Linked DNA regions of Mus musculus: regions 1 and 2 are each linked to region 3. The links are chromatin contacts, called in public Micro-C and promoter capture Hi-C maps. All regions are on one chromosome and are shown on one strand. Each heading gives the region's core, a stretch centred on a gene start, on an enhancer-like site or on the middle of the called end of the contact. The rest is flanking DNA. Distances are from core to core; before and after follow the strand shown.

Evidence for each region. Promoter capture Hi-C pulls out the DNA fragments that hold promoters and counts their contacts. Hi-C and Micro-C count contacts between places; a contact is called where the count stands out from the background.
Region 1: a contact with region 3 is called in a promoter capture Hi-C map of the 3T3-L1 cell line, with 4 times the contacts expected there. The contact joins the promoter of Usp47 here to the enhancer-like site in region 3. A contact is called at or near these places in 4 of 39 promoter capture datasets (the 3T3-L1 cell line, 3T3-L1-derived adipocytes and embryonic stem cells) and 2 of 115 datasets of contacts at active chromatin or transcription factors (embryonic forebrain and stem cell-derived neural progenitor cells).
Region 2: a contact with region 3 is called in a Micro-C map of muscle stem cells, with 5 times the contacts expected there. The contact joins two enhancer-like sites. A contact is called at or near these places in 5 of 484 Hi-C or Micro-C datasets (the F1.1 cell line, embryonic stem cells, muscle stem cells and 1 more) and 2 of 115 datasets of contacts at active chromatin or transcription factors (the NIH/3T3 cell line and stem cell-derived neural progenitor cells).

What each region holds. Positions count from the first base shown.
Region 1 is chr7:112,020,418-112,024,990 of GRCm38.p6, reverse strand. It overlaps Usp47 (ubiquitin specific peptidase 47), which reads right to left and starts at 1,485. Exons shown (of 29, transcript NM_001357952.1): 1 at 1,245-1,485. The coding sequence starts at 1,283. It also overlaps Gm3960.
Region 2 is chr7:111,974,977-111,979,704 of GRCm38.p6, reverse strand. No RefSeq gene overlaps it. Among named protein-coding and RNA genes, the nearest start is that of Gm33204, 32 kb to the left of the region's middle. Within about 2 kb of position 3,099, at least 51 of the 459 cell types and tissues checked have an H3K27ac peak or open chromatin away from gene starts, as enhancers often do. A contact at or near this core is called in muscle stem cells, where this site is marked.
Region 3 is chr7:111,365,548-111,369,663 of GRCm38.p6, reverse strand. No RefSeq gene overlaps it. Among named protein-coding and RNA genes, the nearest start is that of Gm33145, 82 kb to the right of the region's middle. Within about 2 kb of position 2,228, at least 44 of the 459 cell types and tissues checked have an H3K27ac peak or open chromatin away from gene starts, as enhancers often do. A contact at or near this core is called in muscle stem cells, where this site is marked.

The DNA of each region.
Region 1 (4,573 bases), core at 236-2,735, 660 kb before region 3:
GAATTTCCAGGCCAGCTTATCTACAAGTGAGTTCCAAGCCAGCCAAGTCTGTACTTCAAAGTCCACATAGTAAGATCCTACCTCAAAACGGCAAAACAAAACCCTAAAAATCAACTTATTATCCATCTAAGGAAAGATGGGAAATTTTAACTATTCAGGTACAAAATAAAGTCACTTTGCATTGTGCCAGGGGTTGTCTGTGTAGCAACAAATTGCTACAATTAAAAAACAAACAAACAAAACCTAAACATTTAGGAATCCGAAATGATCGTGTATAAATATCAAGATCCTACCATCCTAATTTCAACTTAACACTTGGCATCTATTTAAGGTATATGAGATATAAAAGTCCAAAGCATTAAGCCTGACGACCAGCAGTTAAAAATACATGTTTGAATATGCTGAGGATATTTATAAAGCCAACGGACTATTAATATGTCGAAATCCACTGGCCAGTGCAGGATTCTACCTTTAATCTTCTACTACTGACTGTTCAAGGGAAGCCAAGAAGTCCGGGAGTCTTATGTCACTCGCTTTTAAGAATTTAAGTCACCCAAGTTGGCAACACCAGAAAAAGACCAAAATTACACACAAAAACAACGTTTCGTCTCTCCATATGGTGAAATTAACTCGGCTATCTCTTACCCTCCCGTTCAAGCCCCACTTAACTACTTTTTCAACGATCCTGGGTAGGCCCCATTTAGGCTGGCCGATAGTACTACGAAGTAACAGGAGGGGGAATGGAGGCTGGGGGGAGGGGGGTGGGGAGACCGACAACTCTTTAACAGTTAAGTCTGCCCTCCCACAGATCTCAACTTAGGTGTCGATTTCACAAGCCCCGTAAGCTATACGCTGTCAAACCCCAGAAGCAGCACCGTCACCCCGTCCTGCCCACGGGCAACTGTTCCAGAATGTTTTCTTTGAAACGATCTCTCTTAACTCTCTCGGCTCGACGTGTGTGAAGTCTGGACTTCAAAGGCCACTTTCTCTCCGCAATACTCCCCCCCACCCCCGGGAGCAGAACCCAACTCCTCGGGTCCAGTCTTTGATGCGTTAGCCCCTCGCAGCCGGAGCTCTCCCTCGGCTACGTGGCCCCGGGAACCAGCGGTCTCCAACTGCCCGCCGCGCCCACCGTCCACCCGGCCCCACGCCTGCCCGGCCCTAGCCTTGCCTCCCGCTCGGGGCCTGCACGACTTCGAGCGGACCGCAGGCTTCGGGCCTAGTCTGGCCCGCCGGCCCCTCACCTCCTTCGGGACCAGTTGGTTCTCCTCGCCGGGCACCATCGCTCAGACTCCGACCGCTCGTCTCCGCCCTGCCTGCGGGGGCCTGGTGGAGGTGGCGGCGGCTGTGTCTCAGGAGAGAACGGCAGCGACAGTCATCCTCCCAGCCGCCTGCGCTCCAGCAACTGAGGAGGCCTCCGCTCAGGCCTTAGACACCAGCGCGCAGACACCGACCCAGGGCGCCGCCGCCGTCGCCGCTGCTGCCGCCGCCGCTGCCGCCGCCGCCGCCGCCCCTCCCCCGGCCCGCGGCAATCAATGGAAAAATGGCGGCCGCCGCTCTCGCGAGAATTCAACGCAGTGGGCGCGCGGCCCGGCGTCTGGCGCCTGGGGTATGCAGGCGGCCGTCGTGAGCTCGGGATCTTCTCACCTCTTGCTCAGCCCCGGGGTACGCCGCGCTACGCTGGTTGAGAGCCGGTGTAGGCGCTTTTCACTACGGGGAAGCCGGTCCTCCCATCCTCCGGCTCCCTCTGTCGGCCGAGGGAGGGACGAGGCCCCTGCGTCACGAACGAGCTCCAGTTCAAAGCCCCCCTTTCAGCCCTGCAGTCCCCAGACTCTTTCCTGGTCTCCAGCGACCCCGCTGCAGCCCCACTTGAGGAACCTTTGGCCTCGAGCTGGTAAACAACGCGCCTTGTAGAGAAATCGCCTTTCTGGCTTTCGCCCTCAAGGCTCTGGTCCTCGTCTGTCATGTTTTCGTGGCCGCCCCACTCTCCTTAGGGACCTCGGTGCCCATCAGCTAGCCCCTGGAGCCCCTTAAAGAGGGGTCACTACACTTAGAGGTGCTCCCCTGCACCCTTCTGGGTGGCTTGCTGTCATCCTCCTACAGGGCCAAGTCTGAGGGAGCCTTTTGAGAGCAGAGCTGTGGTGCGCTTCAACCTGTGCTGTCCTTTTGAATATGTTTTTTTTTGTAATCTCCCCAGACGGTAAATACCATGTGTTTGACCAAACAAATCTCCTATTAGTCATTTTCCTTCACCGCACTCCTTCCATTATGAAGACCCAGTGAGACGTCTTTCATGAAGACTTTTGGCAAACTAGTCCTCTTACAGCCTGCTGAGTTAATTCCATTGTGCCATGTACCCAGCATCCACAGCGCCAACTCCTTTACCTATGCTATTGGTTCGCCAAACTTGTTACTATTGAACACCCCACACCCAAGAAAAGCTCTCTATACAGTTATGTAAGATTTATTAGAATTCTGCTATTTGTGGCACTGTAAAACATCTACAAATTCTAAAAATTATAGCAAAGACAGACATTTAAAATAAACGAGATTTTAAGTAGTAATGGTATAAAAAAATCCATTAACCCTACTGAAAATATTTAGTGAACGCACTCTGATTGACTAGGTTTCATTAGTTTTTTAAAAGCTAATTCTTTGTGAAACACTTATTAAAATATCTGATTCAGTGTTCAGGTTATTTCTGTACTTGGCTTTAATAGCTGTCATAAGCTGAAAAAGGTAACCCACAAAGATTTTGATCCTAATGGAAGAAGTGCATTTTCAACTACTATTACTAATACAATGCTCATTTTTATCTGTTTCAGCTTCCAGCCATACAAAGGGTTTTGTTGAAATTCAGCTACTAATTTTCCATCTTTCCTAATGTCAACTAGAATTTTTATGTTTTAACAGGTGGGCTGCAGTGGTGAAGGACTTTCCAAGCATACAGAGCGTTCCGAATTCAATCCCTACCTCCTTCTCCCAGAACAGTCAAATACCTTCTCCCAAAACAATCAACAAAATAAAAACAAAAATCCAAGTAGACTAAAAATTCTTTAAATACACTACTCAGATTTCTGAAAAGGCCAAAAAAGTCTGTCTTCATGTTTAAGCATACATATGATGAGTTTGGGAAGAGTGTTTAATTTTTTTTATTTTTTATTTTGTGTGTATCAGAGTGTACATGAACCACAACCATGCAGCTCACAGATGTTGGAAGAGGCACCAGATGCTCTGGGATTGGTGTTATGGGCAGTTGTGAGTCACTTGGGTCCTCTGTAAGAGCAACAAGTGCTCTTAACTACTGAGCCATCTCTTCAGCCTTAATATGTAAATGTTTGAAACTTCATCATAGACTTTTAAGAAATACTGCATCAAGATTCTCTTGACTATTGAAATGTAAATTGTTCTAAAGGTGAATAACTCAACTTGCATATCCACGGTCCCCCTGGCTGGCACATCTTGGACAAAATCACAAAGTGGGAGTATGTCCAAATCTGTTTCACGCATGCCATTTCCATTTCCTAAGTGAGCTGGTTCTCTAGAAGCCTTGTTAGAAGTTAGGTGCCATTCTAGTTTTCCTTTTTTTCCTTCATGCTTACACTCATGACCTCTTTCGTGAAATCCTTTCTGGATTCTTTCATCTTGGTAAAAGTTGATTTAACGAAATAATAATATAGCAAGTATCTTAGTCAGGGTTATTATTGCCATGGTGGAGCACCATGTCCCAAAGCAACCTGGCAGAATAGGGTTTTATTTGACTTATACTTATGCATAGTCCTTCATTGAAAGAAGTCTGGTCAAGAACTCAAACAGGGCAGGAACAGGTAAGAGCTCATGCAGAGCCCCTGAAGGAGTGCTGCCCATTGGCCTACACTCATGGCTTACTCAGCCTGCCTTATAGCACCAAGACTGCCAGCAACTCACAGTAGCTGGGCCTTCCCCCATCAATCACCAATTAAGAAAACACCTTGTATATATATAGTCCAATCTTATAGAGGCATTTTCACAATTGAGGTTCCCTCATTTCAGATGACTCTAGCTTGTGTCAAATTGACATAAAGCTAGCAAACATAATGAGAGAATTGACATGGACTAAATCTTAATATACCAAGAAGCAATAAAGTGAAGAACCCCTGAACTATTACCCACATTGCAGAGAACATACTTTTCACTTAAGAATAGTGAGATGCTGATGTTGATCTATGGACTAAATATTGATAAGGTTTAATTTTTTCTTGTTTATTTATTCATTTAATTTATTGAGATGGATGTCTCAAGAAGAGAGTACAGCACAGGAATACAGTAGAGTTCCTGGAGAGCAGTGCAGTGGAGTTGAGAGGGAGAGTGGAGCAGCACAGAGACGGAGAAGGAGGCAGTTTTACCCCCAGAGTTTTCCAGAGACAGATTGAAGAGAGAACAAGCTAAGTAAAGGCAGTATGAGCAAGAGAATGAGAAGGAGCCAGAAGATTAGAAAAGATTGTTAGAGCCAATTTGAGGCTAAGCAGAGCATTTCAGAGACTGAGAGAAAAGCCAGATTGAAGCAGTCAGCATGGAGAGGAGTTTTGAACCA
Region 2 (4,728 bases), core at 1,850-4,349, 610 kb before region 3:
GAGTTGCTCCAAAGAACCTTTCTAAACAGCTCCACTTCCCCTGTATCCTTTCTTTTCCGACACCTCTGACTCTGGTGGGTGGTGGGCTACAAGGGAGGTTAAAGTGTTTAAGGACCATCATTAAAAATAAGGTTTGAAAAAAATTAAAGTTACAACATGTGTTTGATGTCTCATCTCAAGGGACATGCACCAGAAATGGAGCAAGGGAAATATTCCAGTGCCTGAGGTGGTCACAACATCCTTGTCTTTGCAGGGGTCTGCAGGTTGGAAGAGTAAATGCTTGTGTGTGTGTGCGCGCCCTCATTTGAAGACAGGGAGACAACAGATGACAAGTGGCATGTGCCCCTGAGATGTCATCTAGCAGCCCTGAGCCCTGGGCTTGTTTCTCTTTGTTCTGCATATGCATACATTGCAGATGCAGCTTTTATACACTAGCTGGTACTACATCTCCTGGTTGACTGTTGCCAAGGACTGCATGAGTAATATAGTATCCAAACCACTGTAGAGCCCACTCAGTTCTCTCTTTAGTATCTGGACACAATGCCATGAAGCTTTTGAGGCCATGGGTTTGCATGACAAGAGACATTGTAATAAAGTTCTTGATTTCTCTGTCTTCACCATCCTCATTACCCCAGTTCCAAGCACAGTCATGCTGGATTATTTTCTGGTGTACCCTGGGTCCTCTGAGAGAGCAGTAAGTGTTTAGCCTCTGAGCCATCTCTCGAGCTCCTACTACCTTTTCTTGATGGAATACCTACAAAAGATTCCTGGCTTTCACCCATGTCATGTCTATATTTCCCATGAAGCAGCTACAGTGATTGCCTAGCAATTTAAATTAGATGCAGTCACTTCTTTCTCCCACTAGCTTCCTATAGAATCTGGCTTCCTGACCTCCCTTACAAATTACAAATGATCTCTCCACTGCTTCTTTCTGACCTCACTCCTCTCCTTTGCTCCTTTTTGTCATGGCTGCCCTGGCAAGCTTTGGATTCTTCTAACCTAACGTGCCACTCATTCATCTTTGCCTTTCATGTGGCTTCAGCAAATCCAAATGGCATCTCCTTACAGAGCTTTCCAGACCACTCAGTTCTACAGGAACCCAAACCCTGGCTATGTCACCTTTTCATGGTCAGTAAACAAACCTTTCCATTTTCTTATTTGTTTGGTATCTCTCTCCAGACTAAAAGACCTTCGTTTGCTCTTGTATTTTCTGCACAGTTTGATATAACACCGTTGTATCACTCATATGACAATTGTATGTGGGAACCAAAGGCTTGGGAGAAGAGACTGGAGATGTGGTCAGTGAAGGCCTTATGTAATGTAAGATCTGTTGATATTATCTGCTGAGTGTTTCTAGAGGATCTCTGTATTCCAAGGCTTTTTCTCTTGCATCAGAGAGATGGGGGCGGCACAGGGTCGTCATCATGACTTCCAAGGTAATGTCTACAGTTTCCCAACTCCTCTCTTTACCTTTGATTTTTGTTCCCCTTAGATCATATTCTCATTTTTTAAAACACAAGTGTGTTGTGACACTTCCTGCTTAAAAATGTTTGAAAAGTTCTTAGTTGTTTGCAAGATAAAGTCAGTCACTAACTATGGCTCCCAGGGCATCTTGCGTCTACATTAGCTTCTTGTCTCATTATCTAGGAATGTACAGCTGACCACGGGCCTCTATGAATATCTCATTTCTCTTAAAACTAACTGTTCTCTTACTTTCCCTGTTGCCTTAGAAAGACTGGCATTTAGAAGCTATGTGATCTTGGGATATTACTTCTGAAACTTTGTTTCCTAATAATCGTAATTTATCACTGGGCAGGGTAAAGGTTTAATATTTTGTATATAAAGCCTGCTGACCACATCTTCAGCCTCCTCTCCTATGCCTTAGACTCCTACGTACAATTGTCATGTGAGCGACATATATCTATATCTAATCTATATATATATAAACTCTGTCTACTTTATCAGCAATTTTGATGCGTACAACAATATTGTTGGGTAGTACAGGCGATGGGAATAATGGATTTCTGCTCATTTTTAGACTAGCTTGCTTTAATGGGAAGTAACCAGATCTGATTAAAAAATTCCAACTTCCAGTTTTTGACCGTTTGATCTTCTGTTTTAGATTATTCTCTGTGCTATCCAGAAGCCTTGAGAATGGAACTATTCCTATCCCAGGACTTTCAAGTATACAGAGATAAGATAGCAACTTGTTTCCAGACCCCACCCTGGCTCTGCTCTGGATGAAGGACTAGTGGGGATTGCCTATCGTTCTCATGAGTTTAGACTTTGGAGGTTCCCTCTGTCTTTGCACAATCTTGAACTTTCCCTGAACCCAGGTTCCAGGGACAAGCTGGAGCCTTTTGATGGAGGCCTCTGGGTACAGAAGTAGCTTGAGAAACAGAGACGAATGGAGTCTGACAAGCGAGTAATTTGGCACCAGTTATCGTTTTTCATCATGGTAGAGAGGTTCAGTCTCCACCTAGCATCTTGTAGCCTGGCCTGTGACGATGGGTAATGGCATGTTCTTACCTTTCAGGGTGTGGTGGGAAATACTAGAAAACGAGTTTGGTACCAGTGGGGTGGCTTATCCTAGAGTGCGCCCCACAGGACTGTATCAGGACAGCCTCTGGCTAGACCATCCAGGGACCTGGGTGAGCCAGGTCGCCTGCTGTGGGTGGTTATTTGAATGTACTTTAAAGGCTTAGTTGCTCTGACCTCTGTTAAGTAGTTTGGCAGTCATATATCAAAAGAGTCCTTAACAATTAAGCTAAGAATCAGGCAGGAGGCACATGCCTTTAATCGTAGCATTTGGGAGAGCGAGTTCCACCACAGCAGGAGAAACCCTGTCTCAAAAAAACCCCAAACCAAACCAAACCAAGAAAAACAAACCAAACCAAACCAAACCAAACCAAACCAAACCAAACCAAACCAAACCAAACCAAACCAAAACAGAAAAATCAAGCTAAGAAGTAGCTGCCCCATACTAGGGTCTGTGTTAAGTTTGTCAAATACCAAGGTGAATCATGGTCCAGCAGAAACTCACATCTAGTGTGGATTATAAGATGTACAGACAAACAGCTGAATCACTGCAGAAAGCCACATTGACTCACACACATGACATCATGTGCAGGAAGTTCGGAGGAGGGAGACACACTCATGACTGACTCAGCACCTGAGGCAAAGTTTTGGAGAGAACATCTGAACGAAGCTTGATAGGATTAGAGGTGCAGGAGGGATAGCTTGGGGGCTGTTAGGAGGAATGCCAAAGTGTATGCAGAACTTCTGGAAGTTTTGTTTCATAGACATCAGGAAGGTGGACTAGGGTAGATCTTTACCTGTGTAAGGAGTTTAAACTGGATTCTTTGTGTCTGTGGTGAATGTGTTATGCATTTGTGTGTGTTTGTGTGTGTGCATGCTTGTGCATGTGTGTGCATGTGTGGGTTTGTGTGTGCATGTACATGTTTGTGTGGGTGCTTTCATGTGTGTGTGTGTGTGTGTGTGAGAGAGAGAGAGAGAGAAAGAGAGAGAGAGAGAGAGAGAGAGAGAGAGAGAGAGAGAGAGAGAGAGAGAGAGAGAGAAACTATGGAGTTTGAGAAAGCAAGAATCTCTCATTTAGATTTAAATCTCTTATTTAGTCTGGAGCTCACTAAATAAGCTAAGCTAGTTGTCCAACAAGCCCCAGGGACCTGCCTGTCTCTTCCCCGAAGCATTAGGAGTACAAGCACAGCCCACAAGCCTTGCTTTTCCACATAGGTTCTGGAGACCAAACTCAAGTCTTCAAGAGAGCTGTTTCCAAGTCCTGGACTTGAGATCAGCAACCTGAGTGGATGGGTGTCCTAGAGAGGGTTAGTTATAGGATGGGTGAGGGAAGGGCAGGATGCTCAGCATCCATTAGTACTGTTGAATCAGGATGATCAGTGAGAAGGAACCCTAGAGAAATGTCTTGGAGTAAAATTAATAAGCTGATTATTAAAAGGATCAAAAGGCAGAACTTAATGAAGTGCATGAAGTTCCCAAGCCTGGGTGCTAGGTAGACTGAGGACACACTTGGGAAGAACAGGGGCAAATCATATTTGGAAGGAGAAGCTCCATTCTGGACAGACGTTTGAAGAACATAATGTTTGGGTAGAAGTTCAGAGTTGGCCTGCGGGAGGAAATGGCTGTGAGGGAGAGTCCACAGGCTCCTTAGACTGGGTTGAGAAAAAGTAGTGCACTTTGGTAAGACTTCAGAGGGGGAAGGCAAGTAAGTGAGTTGGTTGCAGAGAATTAGTAAGAGGCAACAGTGACTTAGTGATTGGGACCCGATAGACCAGTTTAATTTCTGGTTCTGCCATTTCCTTTTTATGTGTGGCCTTGAACAAGTTACTTAACTTTGAAAAAACCTGTTTTCTCATCTGTAAGATGGGGGAAAACACTTTGTTCCAAGGGAGTTGTGAATGTTGAATTAGATGCTATTTGAAAGATGCTTGGTCTATAAATGATTCATAAAAACTAGTTGTTCAAAATGTTACCACTAGTAATGGAAAAGTATTGGGCATTAAAGTTGGCATTGGCCTGTCAGGAAGTGGAGGAAGAGGAGTGAGGAGGGGTGACAGGAGAAAGCCTCGGAAGAGGTTTCTGGGTTGTGGTGGCGCAGCCGTTGGAGTCCAGGTAACTTCTGTTATCTTCTGCCCTAAGAAGCTGATGTGGCCAAGGTTAGAGGAGACAGACATCTTTGACTTTGGAATG
Region 3 (4,116 bases), core at 979-3,478:
CATCATCATCATCATTGTCATCCTCGGAGCCCAGACAGTGGCCTCGAATTTTGTCTTCTCAAATCTCCTCCTGCCCCCTTCCAATCTGTGTGCCATCCCATAAACAGAATGGTCTTTTAAAAATACACATTTATGATCATATGTTGCCTGTCCTTAAATTCCTTTAGTGTCTTTCTACCTATCAAATTTAAAGACTAGTGTGTGTCTTTGTGACTATGTCCATACGTGTTTTTGCATGTGTGTGGATATGTGCGTATGTATGTGTGCATGGATGCAGATACTCAAGGTTGACACTGGGAATTGTCCTCAGTGGCTTCCACCTTAATCACTGAAGATATGGCTCTCAATTACATCCAGAGTTCTCCAGCAGGGCTTGTTTCCCAAGCTAGCTTGCTCTGATGATCCCCTGTCTCCACTTTGCAAGGCTGGAATTATAGGCAAGTCACCATACACCCCTGTCATTCATACAGATTTACCTGGGGTCTAAATTCTGGTCCTCATGCTTAGACAGCAAGTGCTTGAAACACCGAGAAATCTCTCTGGCTCCTTCTTATTTTTTGAGACAGACAGGGGCCTTTTATTGAACCTGGAGTTTATCAAGTTGCCTAGTAACCTGGCTAGTCAGTGTTGTTCCAAGGATCTGCCTGTCTCCATTCGCCTCTCCAGCACTGGAGTCATGCCACCTCACCTTGCTTTTATATGGATGTTGGGATCCAAACTTGTCCACAAGCATGTATGTCAGTCAATTTAAAGACTGAGCCATCTCTTTGGCACTATGGAGCAAACTGTTAACCTGACCCATGAGTCTTTACATGGCCCTCCAAGGCCCCAGACCACCTCCTGCTCTTGGCTGCTCCTTCTCCCAGCCTCCAGCTGCTGTTGAGTAACACTGCCAACTTATCAGTTGTCACATGGTTGTATGTCCACTGACACAAGTCCCCAGTGATGTTCTGTGTGACAGACAGACTGTAACGCTGTTTCTCAAACCATGTAACATGAGCTAATGCATACAAACTTCTACTCAGTTCCTGATCTGTGGCATGGATGTGATCATATTACCTGTAGCTATGGGAGCCCAGGAGAAAAGCCACAAGGAAAACATAACTCTAGGCACATTCAGAAACCCCAGCAGTGGGCACAATTCATTCTCAGGCCTTGCCAGGGTCTTCCTGGGAGCCAGGCCAGGTCTGTATGTACTCCCACAGCTTCTTGTCACAGCAAATCAAAAAATGACTTTGTCTGTCCTTAGATTCCTCATGGCAGAAATCTTGCCTGTTTATTTACTGCAGTCGTAGGGCCTAGCCTTGTTTCTCTTGTGTTCTTTTATTCTGGTACAGTTGGGAGGGTGTGGATACAGGACAGAGCACATACATTCTCTTGCTGTATTTGGAGATGTAGTCATAAGGCAAGGGAAGGAATCCAAAATGTGTCCTGAGGAGATCTAGCAGCTGATGGTCAATCTATGAATGCTCCTTTCTGCCTCCCCAGGCTTATTACAATACATTCTGCATGGCTGTAATGTTATGTCATTTTGTTTTCTGCAACTCAGTGGTAGAGCATATCCATCAAAGGCCAGTTCTTCTCTGTGTTTGAACAAGAGAAAGACCATAGTGATGCTCTGGGAAGATCTTATGCTATGAGTTTAGAGGACCACATTTTAGCCCTGTGTTGTCATTGAGTCTCTGTGTCACCTTGCACTATAACTAGGACCCCAAGACACACTTGACTCACAGCAATTGAAACACTGGGATGTTCACTGAATCCCAGGAAGTAGTAGCTAGCTTACCTGTATACCTTACTGACTCAGGCCTAGGTCCCATAGAATAGTACTCTCATGTAGCATATCCCAGAGAAAGCTAAGGAGGACACCTCTCCCACGGTGGGCCTGAGGCTACCGAGACTGGTAAGTTGTACGGTGATGGTGAGAAGTGCGGATCAAGCTGCAGCCACTGCCAGGCAGGCCACACCGGGAATAACTGTGACAGTAGAACTGCCATGAACTTGGGGAAAGAGCTGGGCTCAGAGATGCAGCCAAGAGAGGCCAAGAAGAAGACTTACTGATGACTCAGTCTCTGAGAATCCACCTTGGTCGTAATTCCCTGCAATTAGAAGCTTGAAAATCCCCCATCTTCCAGCTCTTAAGTGGAGTTCCGGCTGTTTCTATTCCTGGAGCCAAATGGCTGCTGACTAAGTCATCTTCTCATACCAGATGCCAACAGAACAAAACCTTAGCCAATAAGAGGGCTCCACTCATGACAGCTTCATCTGTTTCAAAGACCTCTGTCTTCACCCATCTGTATTAGTCAGCATTCCATCACATAAGGAATTGCCTGAAGTAACCAACTTACAGAGAGAAAAAGTTTATTTAGGTTAATAGTTCTGGAAGCTTTAGGATATGATTGATTGTCCCTGTCACCCTGGGCCTGGGGCAAAGTAGTAAATTGTGGTGGGAGTATATGGGAGCAGAAAACACCACAGCTGGGAAGCCAAAGAAAACTAGAGAAGGGCGGGGCTGGAATCCCAGCATCCTATTCCAGAGTACACTCCCAATGACCTAAGGATGTCCCACTGGACACCACCCCTTAAAGTTCCATGATCTCCCAAAGGCACCATGTTGAGGACCAAGCCCTTATCACATGGACTTCGGCACATACATTCCTGGCAATATCAATATTTTTATTTGACTGCACTAGATCAGAGAAAGGGGCACCTTAGTGTTTCATTATGCAAATGAGGAATCAGATCTAGTGAGGGATGAGTATGGAGTCGCCCAAGGCCTCAGAAGTGCACGTTAGCCTGGCCGTACTCTAGAGGGTCTCTGTGGTGACCTCACAAGGCCCCCTTTCTACAGTGAGATCTATACCTTGAGCCGAAGCTGGTACAAAGTCAAGGTTCTTCGTGGAATTCTACTGTAGAGCAGTCTCAGTTCTTGTGGCAAGTGCCCAGAAAGCATCATGGGAGGAGCCATGGCTGCTGGACTGTGGATGCAGGGGGAAGGAAAGGGAAACAAGCAGTCCTGTCGACTAGGAAACTAGACATGTTCCAGAGGCCCACCAAGCCCCACCCAGCTCCCATGCATGCCCAGAATGAGCACTGCAGCCAAGTGGTTACCCTTTCAAAGCCAGAAGAGAGACCCTGTTGGATGGGACTCACCTTGATGAGTAGTCACGAATACCAGCAGATCCTGTGAAATGTGAGCACCGAGAGAAGTGAGTCCCCAGAAGCATCATCTTGGAAACCAAGAGCCTAAAGTGGCTGAGGAGGTAATTCCAAAGACTTTTCCATTTTCCTAAACTTGCCACCAGAAGAAAACTAAAAGATGACTTCTTGAGGATGCATTCCTGTGAGTGCAAAGCCATGGAGTCTGGAGTTATTTGAACTACATGAAATGTGTACTGTTCAGCTTTGGTGGTCTCTATGGCTACTAAGCCATGGCATGGCACTAAGCAGGCTTGTAACAGAGATTGATGTGGGTTGGCTTAAAGTGCTATTATCCCATTTCTCAGATGGGACATTGGACCTCAAGACCCTGAGGTCAATTACATGGCCCTCTCTCCAGAAACTGGATTCAGGTAGCATGGCTCCACCTTTGGTCCACAGTTGATGCTCTGTTGGCTTGCCTGTGAGCAAAACTAACTCAAAGAGAGGAGGCTGTCAGAGGCCTATAATTTCCTGAGGTCCAAGGTCATGGGCCTAACTCCATAGCCTATTAACACACACTATGTAAAAACTTACAGCTTCTCTGACCTTTTGAAGGATCTGAGAAAAATGTGTTCCCTGGGGTCTGAACCTAACTTTTGGCTTCCCTGTGTGTGGAGATGCAGAGCCTTTGAGAAAGCAGGAGCAGGGGGTCAGAGAACCCAAAGAATGGATTGTGTGCAAGGGTCCTGCTTTCTCAGAGCTTGGTTTCTCCATAATAAAACACAGGCAAATGAGATGGCCTTCCACATCTCTACTCATTCTCTGCTTCCAGACAGTTCTCAATGGCTCGTCTGAATTTTCCTCACAGAGAAGCAGCTGACTTAAGCTTTAGGTTGCACCATTTAGCAGCTGGCACATGGCAGGCCCTTGGTAAATGTCCCAGAGTTAATTTAAGGGCTGCCTCGGGCATCTAGA